2 separate regions of the Urocitellus parryii genome follow, and region 1 is linked to region 2. A link is a contact called in public Hi-C data. All regions are on one chromosome and are shown on one strand. Each heading gives the region's core, a stretch centred on a gene start, on an enhancer-like site or on the middle of the called end of the contact. The rest is flanking DNA. Distances are from core to core; before and after follow the strand shown.

Region 1 (2,708 bases), core at 87-2,586, 210 kb before region 2:
TTTTGACCTGACACTTGAACTTAGCATGCAGAGGCAATGTCTGTCATTAGCCTGTCATGACTGTGTTTGCAGTGCTTAGAATTAATTAATCTTGTTTGCTGTGAATTAATTAATCTAGAGTTGTTTGCTGCGAGTTGATTATGTCTATTGGAGTGCTTAGCATTAAGAATTGTTGTTTTTCTTGATTAAGAACCTATAGAATGAAATTGTATTGAGTGACTTAAGCATTGGAAAGGGCAGAAGCACATGGACATTCTATATTGCTCCCCCTGGACTGCATAAGTTGCATCTTTTGCCCATCGCTACACTCATGCACTGTTATGCTCATTTTATGGCCAAGAGAAAATACAACAAAGTTCAACCTGAAACCAGGAGCTTCCAAAACTTTTCACTGAACGTTGTTAAAAGGGGTACTGGTTTAGAAGCTTCAAGTTCTAGACTCTGCCATATACTGTCTTTATATAGCGCAGGGTGGGAGCAAAAATCAAAAGGTAATTCCAAAGGGGTCCAAACTTGGTAGGATTAAAACCTCACTATAAAATATAAGTTCTTTGCAAAAGTCTTCCCTTCTTACCAAGAGCCAACCCAAAGTAACTCCATCATGACACAATAATTGGAACTTTCGGTAGATGACTACAAGTTGGAGACAAATGCTAACTGCCGCATGCAGTGCTACTAAGCACCACCTTGGATTTCTGAGATCACGGTTTCGCAAGAAGAGCTATTCCTGTGCTCCAGACCACTCCACATTCCCCAAGGCCAGCAAACGCTCCCTGGCACGTGCTGAATCGCCACTAGGTGCAGACCCACGGAGAGCTCCCCGTCCTGAATACCAGGAACAGGGTGGGACAGGAGAGGCTGATCCGAATTACCCTCGCAAGGGTAAATAAACAAAAAGTAAGAGAAACGAAAGAATCATCAATTTTCCACCATATCGCCCACGTGGGCTGATCTCTCCCCCAGGTAGGGTCAGGCCCTCTCCTCTGCTCACCGCAGGCCTTCGGCCACGCACAAAGACTAATGCAATGGCCGGGCTCCTGCGGTTTCCCGAGTTGGGACCTGGGGCCGACTGTTGGGACCCCCGCGGCGGCCAGCGCTCCAACTCCGGGCCGGGCAGCCGGCGACTGGCGGCTGAGACCGCGCTTGTCCTAAGCCCCCACAGGGCGGCGAGCGACCCGAAGCCCGCGAAGCCCGCGCACCCCGCTTCCGGGTCCCGAGGCCCGGCTCACGCACTCACCATGGCTGCGGTCCCGTTGGCTCGCCGCTCTCCAACAGCAGCCGAAGTCGGCGGAGTCGGAAAGCCGAACGGACGGAGGAGCGGAAATGGCCGCGCGTGCGGCAGGAAGCGGAAGTGATGTCACCACGACCGGCGGACCTCGCCGCTAAAAGGCGCCTTGGTGAAAACCACGTGGGTCTGGAGAGGGGTTATGTTTTGCTGTCTTTATTAGCCGTCTACTATAAATGTTGATAGAAACTCAATCAGATATTCAGAAAGTAGCGCGCGAGACGAAGGGTTTCAGTGATGTCATCATCCTATCGCCAGTTCATTTTACTTTTTTGGTGCTGGGCATTGAACCCAGTGCACTTCATTTATTTAAAAAAAAATTTAAAAACGATATATTTTTAATTGTGGATGGATACAATACCTTTATTTTATTTACTGGTTTTTATGTGGTGCTGAGGATCGAATCCAGTGCCTCACGCATTCTAGGCAAGCGCTCCACCACCGAGTTACAACCACAGCATCTATTTTATTTTATTTTTTTATTTTATTTTGAGACAAGGTCTCACTAAGTGGCTTAGGGACTCGTTGAGTTGCCCAGGCTGGCCTCGAACTTGCCTCCTGCTTCAGCCTTCTGGGTCGCTGGGATTATAGGCGAGGTCAAAGCATGTCTGTGGCACTGGAAGCTGCCACCATGCCCACCTTGCCAGTACATTTTTTAAAAAATATTTTTTTTAGTTGAAAGATGGACACACCTTTATTTTATTTGCTTATTTTTATGTGGTGCCAGGGAACGGATCCAGTGCCCACAACCCCAGCCCCACCAGTACTACTTTTTTTTTTATTGAGTTCCTATTTTTTTAATTTAATTTTTTTTTAGTTATAGATGGACACAATGTCTTTATTTTGTTTTTATTTATTTTTATGTGATGCTGCTGATGGAACCCAGGGCCCCAAATTTGCAAGGCAAGCGCTTTACCACTGAGCCACAACCCCAGCTCCATGCCTATTCTTTTAAAAGCATCCTTCCCACTACTCCACACTGGCGAGGGAAGATAATTATAGGTAATCCTAAATGTTATCTTCATCGTCAGATATCCCTTGTGAAAGTTTATGGTGAGGAATGGAGTTAGAATCAGGAAGAAAAGCAAGTTTGGGGTTGGTGGGTAAGGGTTGCATTACTGTCAGGTTCTTTGTAGTTATTTGCTGACCTGACTTGGACTTTCCTTCTGGTTAGCATCTTGCTCTGTGCTCCGTGGTGATCTAGATCTCTATTAATACAGGCAGGTCCTCCTTGATGTTTATGTCCATACTCATCTCTCTCCAACCTGCCTCCACAGGTCTTGGGATCATTAGTCAAAACTAGACTAATTGGGACTAATTCCAGTTAATTCCTTTGGAAATGTAGGAGTTGAGAACTGGCAAGACCCTTAGAAATCATGCAACACAACATTATCTTTACAGATAGGAAAACTGAGGTTCAGGA
Region 2 (2,718 bases), core at 179-2,678:
ACAGACCTGTAAACAATCTATTCAGAGGGAAAAGATCATACTCCCTCATCAGAGATTTTTGAAAGTGCTGTTGCAGGGTTTATTTTGCCCATAAAAGACATTCCAGTTCCCACTGAGGAATTACCTTCTGGATCTGAACCATTTTCCTTCAACACAGATCACTGGGCCTTATCTTTCTATCAGGGAGAATGACACACATTTTCAGTCACTTGATGTAAACAGCAGCTGTTTCTGCTTCCTTCCAGTTAGAAAAAGGAAACAAAAATGAATTTCTTTAGTAACCTTTTCTCCAAACTTGGGGTACTAAAGAATTTTGATAATTTTGTTGTGGGAGTAGCAGGGTTAGCAGACAAAACATGACAATTTTCAGCCTGTTAAGTTTGCTCATTTTTGCTAATTTTCAATTCATTTCATTAGGTTTTTTTGGAGAAGATAATTTTATGGTTCAGCTTCTTACCTTCTATTTCACTACCCTCATAATTTGTAGCATTCCCTACCCTTCAAAATTTTCTTCCTTCCTTCCTCCCTCCCTCCCTCCCTCCTAGGGATTGAATCCACTGAACTACATCTTCTTCCCTTTATTAAAAAATTTTAAAATTTGAGACAGGTTCTAAGTTGCTCAGACTGGTGTTTAGCTTTGGATTCTCCCGCTTCAGCCTCCAGATTGGCTGGGATTACAGGTGTGCACAACCGCGCCCTGGAAATCTTTCTTGAAACTTGAATTAACCCGATTAATTCAGCAATTATTAATTGAGCATCTACTCCGTGCAAGTTGCTGCTCAAGGTCCATGGGGGTGGCAGACAAGTGAACCAACAGGTGGCCAGGAGATCCTTTATGTTGACAGGTACTAAGAGCAAAGCAACAAGTGTTGCGACAGAGAGTGATGGACGGGGTGCTCAAGTGGGTCCTGTGCAAGGTGTGAACAAGCGAGGTAAAGACGTGAGGAGCCAGCTTCGGGAGGAAGGCAGGCTCAATGAGGACTACAGGCGGCTGGGAGCCCCCTCCGAGGCTCCCTTTCCTCTCCCTCTTTCCCAGCCAGAGCTTCCGCAGAGCCTCAGCTACTTACACCCTTAGCTCAGACGCGCAGTCCTCTTTGAGCATCGAGTCCGCCAGCTGTTGCAGGAGAGCATCCTCCGAGCCCACCAGCTGCCCAGGGAGAGAAAGCAATCGGGGTGAGACCTGGGCAGGACAATTCCTCCGCTGAACCCGGCTCGGTGAACCCCTCCCTGGGGGATCAGGCCACAGCCCGAAGGTAGCTCGGAGGGGACCATTTCCTAAGAGATGGGTCCCTGCAAGGGGTCTGAAATTTAGGCCAGCTCCAGGTCTGTGGGCACCGCACCTACTGCCCACTCCCACAGTCCCTCCGACCGCCGGACCTCTACCTGAGGCCAGAGCCTAGGTTGAGTGAAAGCAAGAACCAGCAAGGGGCTCTACCCGGCGTCCGGGTACCCGCCCACCCGCCCCACCAATCATAAGCTGGGAAAGACTACGCCGCGCATCGATTGGTCCAGGTGTCCCTCAGTCTCGGAGAGCGGCTACTCCGATTGGCTCAGAGCACTGCTTTCCCGCCTACAGCGAGGAATACCGCGCGCCCGGATCAGAGAGCGCAGAAGCCAGGGGGCTCCCGGCAGTCACGGGAGGAAGGCCCAGTAGGGAAACGGGTGGGCGAGTCCCCCTCGCCGACACCTACCAAGACGGTGGCCATGTTTAGGCCGGGCAGCTTGTCCAGAGGCCTTAACACCGACATCTCGATCGCAGCCGAAATGCCCTTTTCGCTTTGCGCGCGGAACTTTCAAAACGTGCTGAGATTCTCCGTTAATTCGTGGCGGGGAAACACGTGGTCCTCTCTGGGCGGGGCTTCGCGGGGAGGGGCGGGGCATTCTTAAAGGAACCACTACCTCCTTTTTTTTTTTTTTTTTTTTTGGTACCTAGGATTGAATTTAGGGGCACTCGACCACTGAGCCACATCCCCAGCCCTATTTTGTATTTTATTTAATGACAGGGTCTCACTGAGTCGCTTAGCATCTCGCTTTTGCTGAGGCTGGCTTTGAACTCGCCATCCGCTGGGGTTACTGGCGCGCTACCTTCTTTTCTAAGGGTCCCTCTTTGGTCCCAGGTATCTAAGGCTCTGGACAGGCCTTTTGTTCACTTTTGTTCATTCGTGCTTGTTGAAGGCACTCTTGACTCCTTCCAGACCTGCTCCTCCTATGCCTTTTCCATCTCAGCTGACTCCGTTCCTGTGGTTGCTCAGAACTAAAGCTAGGGGTCACTCTTGACTCTTCTTCACTCCCCTTGTTCAATCCGAAAACAATTTTTTTGATTCTAATCTTAAAATATATCTGAAATTGACCACTTCTCAATACTTCTTCTGCCATGACCAGCACGGAGTCACTCATCCGTCGTCTGTGCTGGGACTGTTGTAACACGTTCTCACAGGCATTCTGCTTTCACTCAGATCCCCAGGGCTGCCATCTGTTCTCCAAGCTGCAGTCACCCTTTTAAAATGGACAGATCACTGATCAAACCTTGCCCCAATGGTAGGCATCTCACTTGGTGCTGCCAACTCCTGAAATGACCTCCCAGGCCCATTGTGTTCTGGTCCCTGACAATCTCCCTGATCTCATCTTCTGCTCTTTTCCTTCCAACACGTCTTCCCAACCACACCAGTCACTATGCCGTTCCTCAAACATTCCAGGTCACCTCCTACCTCAGGACTA

The links. Hi-C and Micro-C count contacts between places; a contact is called where the count stands out from the background.
Region 1: a Hi-C map of muscle shows a contact between it and region 2, with 5 times the contacts expected there. The contact joins the promoter of Snu13 here to the promoter of Cenpm in region 2. A contact is called at or near these places in 2 of 2 Hi-C or Micro-C datasets (liver and muscle).

What each region holds. Positions count from the first base shown.
Region 1 is chr5:7,311,955-7,314,662 of mUroPar1.hap1, reverse strand. It overlaps Snu13 (small nuclear ribonucleoprotein 13), which reads right to left and starts at 1,336. Exons shown (of 4, transcript XM_026405936.2): 1 at 1,238-1,336. The coding sequence starts at 1,240.
Region 2 is chr5:7,100,341-7,103,058 of mUroPar1.hap1, reverse strand. It overlaps Cenpm (centromere protein M), which reads right to left and starts at 1,428. Exons shown (of 6, transcript XM_026405957.2): 1 at 1,384-1,428; 2 at 1,068-1,147. The coding sequence starts at 1,102.